Linked DNA regions of Ovis aries: region 2 is linked to region 1. The links are chromatin contacts, called in public Hi-C maps. All regions are on one chromosome and are shown on one strand. Each heading gives the region's core, a stretch centred on a gene start, on an enhancer-like site or on the middle of the called end of the contact. The rest is flanking DNA. Distances are from core to core; before and after follow the strand shown.

The links. Hi-C and Micro-C count contacts between places; a contact is called where the count stands out from the background.
Region 2: a contact with region 1 is called in a Hi-C map of blood, with 4 times the contacts expected there. The contact joins the promoter of NOTCH1 here to the enhancer-like site in region 1. A contact is called at or near these places in 9 of 16 Hi-C or Micro-C datasets (blood, hypothalamus, muscle and 3 more).

The regions. Positions count from the first base shown.
Region 1 is chr3:2,900,909-2,907,108 of ARS-UI_Ramb_v3.0, forward strand. No RefSeq gene overlaps it. Among named protein-coding and RNA genes, the nearest start is that of EGFL7, 39 kb to the left of the region's middle. Within about 2 kb of position 3,308, at least 13 of the 54 cell types and tissues checked have an H3K27ac peak or open chromatin away from gene starts, as enhancers often do. A contact at or near this core is called in tail adipose tissue, where this site is marked.
Region 2 is chr3:2,961,631-2,967,671 of ARS-UI_Ramb_v3.0, forward strand. NOTCH1 (notch receptor 1) reads left to right here and starts at 1,715. Exons shown (of 34, transcript XM_027966164.2): 1 at 1,715-2,038; 2 at 3,801-3,882. The coding sequence starts at 1,978.

The DNA of each region.
Region 1 (6,200 bases), core at 2,058-4,557:
CAGGAGGTGGCAGCACGGGGTGACTGGGGTGCCGACAGGGACAGCAGAGGCCACAGGAGCACGGAGCTCGCGGCGGAGCTGAGACAGGCTGAGAGCCGCGGAGGGGCGTGTCGGGGGCAGAGCAGTCAAGCTTCATCCCTTGGGGTGGGGAGCGGGGGGCACGTTGCTCCAGGTCTAAGCCGGGTCTTAAGGAGGGGCTCTGATTCGAGGTTTAGAAAGATGCTTGGTGTAGGCAGGGCCGCTGCCCTGATGGCTTCCGGCCCCTTGCGCAGTGCCCAACCTGCGCACCCATGCAGGGCGGCCCTGCGGGCTTCAGTGTGGAGAGCAGCTAGAGGACCCTGGGCCTCATGCAGAGAGGGGACTGCCTGCCTCCAGGAGGCTTCTGGCTGCCGGGCCAATCCCCTCCCCCGCTAAACCCACTGTGAGGGCCCTGCTCCAGCAGCTCCACGGGGAGGAGGCCCACGGCTTGTTTATCCCTTGTCCCTGCAGCTCCTTTGACATCTGCTGTGGAGGAAGGAAGGCCCCTGTCACCAGCCCCACCTGCAGGGGCCACTGCTGGGAACAGGAAGCCAGGGTATCAGGTCGCCTGCCCACCTGCCCACCTGCCCTGGCCTGCCCCACCCCCACCACCCAAGAGGAGCAGGGGGCTGGGGGGGACGGAGGCTGGGCTTGAGGCTGGAGGGTCCTGGGGTGTCCGGTGCCCCCTCCCCGGGCAGACCTGCTGCTTCTGCCCAGCTCTGATCACTCAGGTCCTGGAGAAGTCCCCCGAGGCCCGGACATGCCCGCCTAGCATCCCACACCATCCCAAGGTGTTCAGGGTCCCTTTCCCACAGGCCGCACAGAGCCCCTTCTCCCAGGAGACAGGGGGGCTTCCTGGGGCAGCCCCCAGCCTAGGGGAGGGGCTCCCCGCCCCTCTCTCAGGGGAGCAGCACGCGTGGCACCACTTCTGGAGGAGGCCGGGGTGGGGGCCCAGCCCAGGTAGGCACGCTGAGGGGCCAGCACTGGGTGGACTCGCCCCAGACTGCCAGAGGGTCAGGGGCTGGCTTCATCTGCTGTCCTGGCCGGCTGGTGGGACAGAGGCCTTTGTGGAGGGTCCCGTTTCAGAGCCCCTTTGCCTGGGAGGTGGTGCCCACTGCTGCCCCTTGGAGAACCTGCGGGCAGGACCACAGCTCCTCCACGGAGCCTTGGACTGGCTGCCCGCCACGGCAAGGAGCCGAACGACACAGACAGCGGGGGCACGTCGGGGCCTGAGCCTGAGATCGGGTTTCTGGGCAGCCCTCAGCGCGTGTCGCAAGAGTGGGCAGGAAGACAGCCCCGGGCGCCGGGTGGGTCCGGGCTGGGGGCCCTGGAAGGCCCTTCGCGTGGGAAGAGGGGCTTTGTGTATCCCGTTCTTCTAGGCACTCTCCGCTCTCACGAGCCCCTGGCGCCCCGGGTGGGCGGGGCGGGTGTCTCCTTCCCCTGCCCGGGCCAGGAGTCACGTGCTGGGCCTGGCACAGGGGAGGCCTGCCTGGGGCGTGGGGCTCCGGCCGGCCGGTCCCTGGCAGAGCTGGGCTGCCCTGGGAGCCCCAGGCCGGGCTGGGCACACCCCTTCGATCCTGAAGCCTCCTTCCCAGGGGAGAACACCCAGCCAGGCCTGCAGACAGTGTGGCCTGTCGCGGGAAGATGGTCCTTGGGGCAGGAAGCCGGGAGAGTGAGCCCCAGTCTGGGTTCTTGCTCAACATACCTGGGCCCCGGGCAACCCAGCCCTGGGCCTCCTCTGCACTAGGACACTCAACTCATCTCCCCTCCCAGCGAACGCTGGGCTGAGCTGCTCCACCGAGGCCGGGCCGCCCTCCCAGGGGCCCACCTCCCTTTGCTGTGGCCTGGCCTGGCCTGGCGGATCTTCCCTCCCCAGCTGGGAGCTGGCCCCCTGGCCTTATTCCCAGCATCTATCTCTGCTCTGGGCAATTATCTTGGGCTGGGCGAGGCTGCACCAGATAACGGGTACTGGGCGGGCTGGAAACGCCTCGGGCACCCCCACCCCCATGCCCAGCCTGGGTCTGGTGAGGTCAGGATCTCCGTGGCTCCTGATAACCTGCCTGGCCGGGACCTCTGGGCTCTGTATCTAGCGCCCTGTTGGGGGAGCCGAGATAACCAGGGTCCAGCCGACCCAGATCTGATCTGCCCTGGGTCTGGGAGTCCTGGGGGAGGGCCTGCAGGCCCCATTCCTCACTCTAGGGCTGTCCTCTGGGGGGCTGTCGCCGCTGGGGGGTGCTGGGGACATGGTAACCCCCGCCTCCTCCACCCAGCCCTGTGCTGGGCAAAGCTGGGGGGAAGTCCCGCCAGCCAGGAGCTGTGGGAGGAGCTGGCATGAGGTCACCACACTGTTGCTCCTGGGCCCTGCTGGGCCCGGCTTCCTGGCACACGAAGCCTGGGCCCGGCTCGTGCTGCCCTGGCCTGGGCCCCCGCGGCTTGCAATGACCTCTCTCAGCTTCTCCCCGCACGGTTCCCCCAGAGCCTCCCAGCCCACCTAGGGCTCTCCTCTCAGCAAGGAGCCCTGAGGGCCCTCCCAGACCGAGGGCTCTGGCCTCATCTCAGGGGGCTCCTGGCCAGTGAGTAGACCCCACCATGACCCCCGAGTGGACCCCTTCATGTCCCGCATCATCACCCCGGAGTGGACCCTGTCATGACCCCCTTCATGACCCTGTCATGACCCCGTGCACAGAGGGGGAAGGGTGTTGCCACAGGGTGCGCTCAAAGGAGGGTCAGTCGGGATTCGAACCCAGGTCTGTTTTCAAAGGCAGAGCCCGGCTCTGACCGAGGGCCTAGGCCTCCTGCTCTGTCCTGGGGGACCGAGGGCCGGAAGGGCGACATGGCAGGAAGTAGGCTGGGACGGGTCCCCCAGGACGCACAGTGGCCACTAAAGCGTGGGGTGGGGGGTGACCTGTACCCTGGGAGCCCCCAGGCCAGGACGCCCTGGAGCTGGGGGTGGTAAGCGAGGCCTCAGTGGCCGGAGTGGGGGCTGGGACCCCACTGGCCGGCTCAAGTCGGGCTGACCTGTCGTGGTGGCTCACCTGGGGCCACCGGGACCAGTGGGCTGCCTCCGGCGTGACCCCTTGGCCCTCCCGTTGCGTGCAGCCACAGGCGGCCAACTTTCCGGACCCCAGCTTCATTGCACAAGCTCCTGAGGTCGTCAGCACCGAGGACTGGCTTGCACCACCAAGTTCCCAGCCCAGCTTCCTCTTTGCTCTGCTGACGATCTCATGAGTGGCTCTCTGGGCTGGGAGGGTGTGGACCTCTGAGCCCTTGGCAAGTCCCAGAAGCTGCCTCCTGGGCTCCTGAGATGGGTGGGGAGCGTGCCGAGCCCGGAACAGCCTCGGTCTGCCTAGGGCTCAGCCTACATGTCTCCGGGGCTCGCCGGTGAACCCTGGCACATGAAGCCTCTTGGACCCACTGTGCAAATGGGAAACAGACCCACACGAAGGGAGCAGAAGCCCTAGAAACTTCTTGTCCATGGGCTCATCTGCTGTCTTCCAAAAATCGAAGCTAAACAAACCTGATCAGCCAATAGGACAAGCATCTTCCCTCCTCACACGGGGAAAACTGGGGTCAAAAGAAGTGCCTAGCCTCCACGCGCCCCTGAAATTCCTCTTCCTCCCCCCAAAAGTCCTCCCAGACTACATTGCCTCAACGGGCCCTCAGCCTCCTTAGGCGATAGGGCATCCGGCCTACCTGCTGCTATGCCCTGCACACTCACAGCCACCCCGCGCCCTGCCTGTCCAGCAGGGGCCCTTTCAGGCTGCTCGGGGACACTGCGTCCTCTTTCTCCTCTGCTGGCCTCGGCACTGATGCGGTGTCCCTAAATGTTTGCTGGTTGCCTCCTTTTCTTCACCTGCAGGAAGGGTGATGGCTTCGCTCAAGGAGTGAGGATGGGGGAGGTGGTTCATCTGTGACCTGTGAGCGCCCCCGACCCGGGGTTCCCAAACCCTGGGCTCCGAGCCCTTGGGGTTGGGGGGTGTTGGCCTGCGGCCGAGGCAGGGCAGGTAGCACGTGTGGGGCCAGGCCTGACCTCAACCAAAGGGCGCTCGTTGACAAAACAGGCTGTGCTGCTCGGCACAGGCAAACCAGCAGACACACGGAAGGGAAGAAAGGAAAAAACACGGGCAGGCAGGCGGCCTGGAGCTCTGTGCTGGCGGCTACCCAGTCCCCCAGCTCTGCTCCCTGCCATGTGGTTCTCACGGAGCTGGAGCTGCCCTGGGCGGACGCCTCGCAGCCTGTGGCCTTTCCCCCGTCTTATGGCCGGTCCTACACATGTGTTTTCATTGTGTGTTAGTTACTCAGTCGTGTCTGACGCTGTGCGACCCCATGGACATTAGTCCACCAGGCTCCTCTGTCCGTAGGATTCTCCAGGCAGGAATACTGGAGCGAGTAGCCATTCCCTTTTCCAGGGGATCTTCCCAATCCAGGGATTGAACCCGGGTCTCCTGCGTTGCAGGCAGATTCTTTACCATCTTAGCCCCCAGGGAAGCCCCCCATGCATATTGTTGTTCAGTCACTGAGTTGTGTCTAATTCTTTATGACCCCATGGACTGCAGCATGCCAGGCCTCCCTGTCCTTCACCACCTCCCAGAGTCTGCTCAAAATTATGCCCATTGAGTCGGCCTACGCGTGGTGCCTGACAGTAAAGATAAGTTCATGGTGCCTTGTCCTTTAAAAGACTGAAGCTTCGTTCAGGCCAGGCCCTCCTCCACACTTCTGCAGAGTAATTAGCCAGGCGGCCACCAGGGGCCCCAGCAGACCCCCGCCCCACCCCCAGCTTCTGCCCAGCTGCCCATGGGCCTCAGAAAAGCCTCCCTTTGGGCCTGAGCAGGCCCGGACCTCGCGTCTCCTTTCTCTCATCCCTTTCTTCTGGTTTCGGCTGGTGGGGAATTTATTGCCCTGAAATACAGGTTCCAGCCCTGGCTTGCCCCTCCCTGCACCTGTCCAGGAGGCCTCCTGCTCGCCTTCCCCACCCAGGGCACCCCTGGAGTGGCTGACTGCCGGCTCCCAGGCTCCTGATTGCCCAAATCCAGCATCTCCCTCACAGCTGCTCCCAAACGCGCCTCTTCTCATCCACGGTCTCCTCCACCCTGCAGCAGCTCCACGCTCTGTTCCCAGCCCACGGGCGAGGCTCTCAGGGCCAGAGAGGCAGAGATTCACCTAAGGTCCCCTCACTGGGTGGGGTTGCCTCCTCTTGGGGCCCTTCCCCACTCCCTGCCTCCGCAGTAAGGCTCCCAGCAAAGCCCCACAGTCTGTCCCAGACTCCCCCAAAGATCACCCTGATGGCCGGCCCTGGGGATCATGACCGTGGGCTCGCCCCTGCGGCTGGGTTGTCAGGTACGGGGCTGTCATACAGCAGAGCCCAGCTGGCCTGGCTGCCTCTCCTAGCCACCCCACCCCGGCACGCCCCTGTCCCCTCCCTGGGCTCTGGCTCAGGGACCCCCCCCGTCCTGGCACCTTGGGCTCACCGCTCCTCTCCCTAAACCTGCCCCTCCCAGCCCAGACAAGCCCTCTGGCCCTGGCACCTGTTGAGGGTCCTTCTGTACCAACTGCCCTTGGGGAGGACTCCCTCCCGAAGACCCCCCACCAGCTCCAACCGACAGCCGTGGGCCGACGTGTCCACTCTCTGCCTCAGGGACCATCCCGAGCTCAGACCCACACCTGCACCACTTCTGGCCTGCCCACTTGGGCCTGCATATCTCCTGTGCTGTCTCAGTACCCCTCACCCTCCAGGCCCATTGGACCCTAAGGCCGAGATTCACCCCAAGCCCCCACACCCTCCCCTGCACCCTTGATGTCTCTCAGCACTCCCACCCACCGCAGTCCCGAGGGTCTCCCCAGACCATCCTCTCTCTCTGCCTCTTAAAGCGCAACGATAGTGATGAATCCCTGACACTGCCGGGCTGGCGGAGCCGGGTGGCAAGCAGGATGGAGTCAAAGCTACTGCAGCAGAGAGGGGTCTCAGAGCCCCCCGGCCTGTGAACTGGGCCAGGCAGCCTCCCCGGTCCAGGTCGCCCCGCAGGCACAGTGTGTTTTGACAGCTGTGAGGGCCCGGGCCGGCCCCTGACCTGGCCCGGGTTCATTTTTAATTAGTCTTTCTGGAGGCGAATGTGGGGAGGAGGCCGAGCAGAGGAAATCACCTCCATCGGGGAGGATAACTCAACTGGAGGTGGGGGAGCACC
Region 2 (6,041 bases), core at 465-2,964, 59 kb after region 1:
TGGCAGGGCTGGCAGACTCAGGTGAGACTCTCCCGGTCCCAAGTCCCTCCTCCAAGACTGCTTCCTCGGTGGAAGGCTGAGGACTTGCTCCCAAGCCAGGGCTGGATGGCCCTTTGCTTTTGATCTGGGGCCTGTTGGCAGAGACGCTGGGTTCCAAGAGGAGGGCACGCGGGCAGTGGCCCCAGAGGGGTGGCGGCCCTGAAGCCCTCCTCTGTCCATCCCTGGGAGAGGAGAGGCTGTGGTGTGCAGAGCCCTGAGACTGTGGTCTGGTTGTTGAGGGGTGGGCAGGGGAGGGACTTCGCAGCCGACCCCTCTTCCTGCTGCGGAAAATCTGCTCCTCCAGGCCGCCTGGCTGCTGATATGTAAACATCTCTGCTGCCTCCAGGCGCCTCCTCTCCCGGGCACTGACCCCGAGAGAAGTTACCCCAGGCTCTGAGAAGTGCCATGCCGTCAGCTTCCTGGAGGAGGCAGGCCAGGGAGGCTCCAGAAGCAGCTGGACAAGCTGTTCCTCCTGGTGCTCACAACTGCATCCCAGCTGCCCCCAGGTGCCCTGCAACAGGTGTACCAAGGAGGTTGGGCTGGTGCAACCTACCCACCAGCAGGCAAACCCCACTCTGCCCACCTCTCTGGGCCTCCCTGGCAAGGGCGGCTTCTCAGCCAGCCTCTGGGATTTCTACAGTCCTGAGGGTTCTCCTGCCAGGGAACCGCACGCCGGCTCACTGCCCTGTGTTGAGAGGCGGTGCTGTTCTGTACCCAGTGCGAGGCTGTAAACCAGCTTAGCAGGGACAATGGCAGGCATTTTGGACGCCCAGCACTTAACCCGGGCTGGCACAGGATGCCCAAATCTGGCGTTATGGTGCAGAAATAAGTCACCCGGAAGGAGCACGGGGGAGGGTCCAGGGCTGCCGGACCCACAGCGTGCTTCGCGGGCCACCTTAGGCTGGAGGCGCGGGAGAAGGGGTAGGACGGTGACCAAGGAGCGTCCGGAGGCGGTCCCTCCTGGGGGAGCTGGTGCTTAATCTTTCTGGCCGGGCGCTGGACCCAGGCTATTTCCTTGGGGGTCCCCAGGGTCCCTTTGGCAGAGGCTGCAGCCGCGGCACCACCATCTTTCAGGGTCAAATGGCCCGGTCTTCACAGCCACGGAGGTGGGGGCAGGTCTAGGCTGGAACTTTCAGAGGTTTTAAGTTGCTACCAGGGGGGCTCCTAGGATTAAAGCCCCGGGCCAGGGGTGACGCAGGGCTGCCGATGGAGCGACTTCTCCCAGAGCCTCTGTCCCAGGGACCCCCACACTCGCCTGCCCAGCCCAGCTCCTCTCGGGGACAGGCCTGTCAAAGGCGCCCCTTTCCTCGCTCCGCCTGCGCCTCCTCCGCTATTGAGATGTAAATCTGTGCCAATTGTCGCCGAGCGCGGCGGGAGCCCACAGCCGGATCCTTCCGCAACCCCGGAGCAAACTTTGGGTCTCCGAAAACTTTCGAACGAGAAGTAGTCCCTTAGGGCATGGGCCCCGACCCCGCTCCGCACGGCCGCGACCCCCACCCCCGCAGGACCCGGGCTCGGGACCCCGCGCCCCAGCCTGAGGAGGCGCGCGGCTGGTCGAGGAGAGCAGAGGGGCGCGGCCAGCAAGGGGGCGCGGGGTGCGGAGGGATCGGCGGGGGCGGGCCCCGGGGGCGGGGCCGGCGGGGCGGGGGCGGAGCGCGCGGCGGCCGGGCGCCTCACTAGTGCCTCGGCCACGGGAGGGAGCGCACGGGCCCCGGGATCGGGGCGCGGGCCGCGGGCGCAGCGTAGGAACGATCGCGGGCGCGGAACCGGGCCGGGGAGGCCGCGAGAGCCCAGGGACGCTCTCCAGCCGGAAGGAGAGGGCAGTAGCGGGCCGTCACCGCCCCTGGGACAGTCCCTCTGCGCTCGGGTGTGCCGGAGCCCCCGCCGGCCGGGCGCAGGAGGCCGCCCCCGGGCGCAGCGGGCAGCCGGTGGGCAGGCATGCCGCCGCTCCTGGCGCCCCTGCTCTGCCTGGCGCTGCTGCCCGCGCTCGCCGCACGAGGTAGGCGACTGCCCGCCGCGAGCCCGCAACTTTCCGCGCCTTCGGAAACTTTTGGCGGCGCCCTAGGCGCGAGTCCCCGGGTGCCTGGGAGCTGGCGGCCAGGGTGGGGAGGGGGACCGGGCGACCCGGGGCGGGCTAGGAGCCAGAGTCCCGGGCTCGGGGAGAAGGACTGACCCTCCCCCGCTCCGTTTGCCGGATCGGGACGGACTTGGCGGTGCTCGCGCCTGGAACCGAGTTTGGCGCCGGGTTTGAAGTCGGCTTTGAAGCCGGGCGTGGGCATCTGGGGGCCTGGGAGACCTAGCCCTGGGCTCGCCTTTCACCAGCCGCGCGTGGGGCTCGCTCCCGGGGCGGGCGGACGAGCTGCCTACTGCTTTTCGATTTGAATCGAGTCGGTTTTGGTTTCCTGTTGCTTTGGGGCCATTTATCTTTTTTCTTCGCCTCTTGCCCGCGCCGAGGGCGGATGTTGGGGCGCGGAGCCTGGGGTCCAGGGTGCCGCGATCGTCTTTACTGAACCGCACTGCGGGACCTGGCTGCCCAGCGTGTTGGGCAGAGGGGAGCAGGGTGGGCCAGGCGGCCCAGCCCGGCCTCCCTTCGGAGTAGAAGAGTTCGCGCAGGACCCGGGCGAGGGCCCAGACCCAGGTGTCCCCCCGCTCCTGGCCGCCCTGCCCGCGGTGTCCCCTCCCCACAGCGGGTCGCTACCCCTATCCTGGCTCACAGTTTTGGCGGGGTGGGGGTCTTGTGTGCAGAAGATTCAGCTGCTACTGATGAACTTTCACTTTGTGGAGTTCACGTTTGGAAACCTTGTAAGGGTTGCCGGGGCGGTCATTCCTCTCCGCTTCCCGTGGAGAGGAGCTCCGAGGAATCGGATGGTGATTAATGCTTCTCTTCCCCTAAAAGTTGGAGGGAGAGCTAGTTCCCTGCTTCCTGAAGATGGGGTTCCATGTCACACCCCATCCCCACCCCCCCCCCAGAGGGGGCTTAATTTACATAGCCTTGGTAAGAAGGGGGGGCAAGGGGGGGATTAATTGATCCCTTCCTGGGAATGAAGTCAAATTCCTTCCAAATGGAGCATCTTCAGCCTCGCCCCCAGCCCCTGGCTGTGTGTGGCAGGGGAGGCTGCCACTGAAGATGCCCACCCTGGGGAGCCGGTGTTGGGTGTCGGTGAAGGCGTGGCCAGGTCCCTGGGGTGCAGTCCTGGTGCCCCAGGAGGCGGCCCTGGCGCGACAATGGGCTGCTCTGATTCCTCCGCCTGGCGCTTTGTTGGCGGGCGGGGCAGCAGCCCTTGCAGCTGTCGCATTTTCCCACGAGCGGGGGAGCTGAGTGTGGCCAGCACCACCCCCCCCCCAAGCGCCACCCCTTGGAAGAACTTATTTGAACAGCAAGACAATCCTGGTGCTTGGATAGGGGCCCCAGCCCAGCCAAGGTCCCCAGTGAAGCCGGGGTGAGGGGTGAGAAGTTTGGGAGACTGGCCCAGGGTCATCCCAGCGTTTCTTCCCTGCTGTCTACAATGCATTTCAGGTCACTCCTCCCCACCCCTCTACCCACTTTGAGCGTGACCTCTCCACCTGCCACCCAGCCAGTCTATTCCTCCCCGTCCCATCTCTGATCCCAGAACTGTGGGCAGAATGTTGAGCCCCCTTAGGGTTCATGCAGGGCTTCCTGGGGGCCCCCTGCACCCAGTAACCCCATGACAGGAGGTGAAGGGTAGGCAGTGCCCCTGGAGGTGCGGGCCAGGCTGACCTCTCCTCTTGCCCCTCCCCAGGCCTGCGCTGCTCCCAGCCCGGTGAGACCTGCTTGAACGGCGGGAAGTGTGAAGCGTTCCCCAACGGCACCGAGGCCTGCATGTGAGTATGGGCCCCCGCGCCCCTGCAGGGACCTGTTGCTTTGTCGGAGCGGAGCCCCTGCCTTCTGCAGCGGGCCAGCGGGGGCAGAACACTAGGCCATTGTCTTCTGGAGATGGCCCAGAAGGCTGGGCGCGGTCACGTGCTGGTTTTATTGGACAAAGTCTGGCAATTACTTAATCACCAGCAATTACGCTGCGTGTGGAGCCCAGCCTGGCCTCTGGGGGTTCGAGCACTCCTTTGAGGACCACCTCAGGCTCCTGGGGTGCTAGGTGGGCATCCCTGCTCCCCCATTTCTTCCCAAAGTCCCTGAGACCTGCAGGGAGGCTCCAGAGCGTCTGCAGGGAGGCCGGGCCCGCCCCACCCTGCCAGCTGGGGGGAGTGCCTCTGCTGGGGGCAGGTGATGCTTGCTCCAGGCAGGTGAGCGCCTCCTGAACAGGAGGTGCCTCTCAGCGAGAAACTGACTAGTTCAAAAGCACACCCACCCTTTGCCACCCTCTGCCTTCCCTGGCCTCAGGTGAGGTTGGGGAAAGGAGGTTGGAACTCATCGTGGTGGCCGTGCCCGTCTCCGCAGGGGTATGGGTGGGAGTTCCTGCCAGGAGCTCTGTCTCTGTCCCCAGCTCTGACCTCCCAGGCCCTTCGCCTTCCCAGCCCTGGGTCTTCAGCTGTGAACGGGGGTGGGGGGCGGGGGTGGCGGTGGTGTCAGGGAACCTGGTTAGGATCTATCGCCTGCCTGCCCGCCTGCGAGTACTGGCAAGCCTCTCGGGAAGTTTTTCTGCTGTGGCTGATGCCCTTCAACTTGAGTTCGTCCCTGATGGGAATACCGAGCAGGTTCCTGGCGGCTGGAGAAACGCCCCCTCCCCAGGCTGCAGAAGTGAGTCCCCAGCCGGGCTGGTGCGCCCTCATTCCAACTGCTGACGGCCCATTCCCTTGACAACCCCCAGCCCGGGCTCCCTGCCGGCCCAGCCAGTGGGCAAGCAGCCCCCTCCTCCCCGCTACCCCGGCCCCAGACTGAAGCCAATTAAGCAGGTCTGTGAGCAGTTTAATGGACAAAATGCATTGTGTCTCTGTCAGACACTAATGAATGCGCACTACTTTCTTTTTTTTTTTTGCTTTTTTTGGGGCCTTTTTCTCCTCCTGCAGAAGCCTCACCGACGCTTGATGCCCTAAATCTTGTTTCCTTTCATTGAGAGACCGACAGCTGGGATTCAGTGGAAGTGCAGGGGCTATTGTTGGGGAGGCGGATTAATGCTGGGTGATTAAGTATGCGTGGCTTCCCAGAATGCCCACTCCCTTCCCTGCCGTTCGGCTCGGCTCACTGGGATGTACGTGCGTGTAGGGCTGGGGGCAGTCTCCGTGTTTCTGCAGAGGGCTCTGGGGAGGTCAGGGGCAGTGCTGGGCTGGGGGAAGTAGGAGCCGTCTCTCCTTGCGCCATCACCGGGGGATTGGGACGGGGCAGCCTGGGGCCCCCTGCCCCAGACCAGTGCTCCGGCCGCACGCTGCCCTCGCTGCTGCAGCTCTCACCGCTGGCCTCCGGGTGAGGCGCTTCAAAGGGATGGGGTTGGGGGAGGCTCTCCCACCCCCAAACCTGGGCAACTTTGGGAGTTCCTGCCTCCCCAAGCCAGGCCCCGGATCAGGGCTAGGGTGCCGGCCTTTTTCCTCCCTTTGGCCTGGTGCTTCCCCCCACCACCACCTTGGCGGGAAGCCTGCCTGTCTGGCCTGGCAGCCCGCCTCGCTCAGCCCACAGAGACCCCATTGTGAGCACCCTGCAGACCCACTGGGAAGTTGAACGGAAGTGCCGTCCTTGCGGGCCCCAGCTCTGGGTGCCTCAGGCTGGAGGCAAGGGATCAGCCATGACGACTGGCCAGGCCCAGCCGTGGGGAGGCCCCAGTCCAGGCTCGTGGGGCAGGGTGGGGGCACTGTGGCCACCCCCAGGGTCCGCGCCGTCTCGCTCTCACCCACCACCCACCGGTCTGCAGAGGTTCTGCTGGCGGGGGCAGCCCGGCTCTCTGGGCTAAAGGGGAGAGCCGCTGTCTTCCCTCCAGGGTGTCTGGGTCTCAGGCCGACCTGGGTGTGAACCCTGGCTCTGCAGCCTCCAGCCGGGACCCGCAGAAAGTTCTGTGACTTTCCTGCTGCTTCCCCTGTGGCCAGGGCGTGGGAAT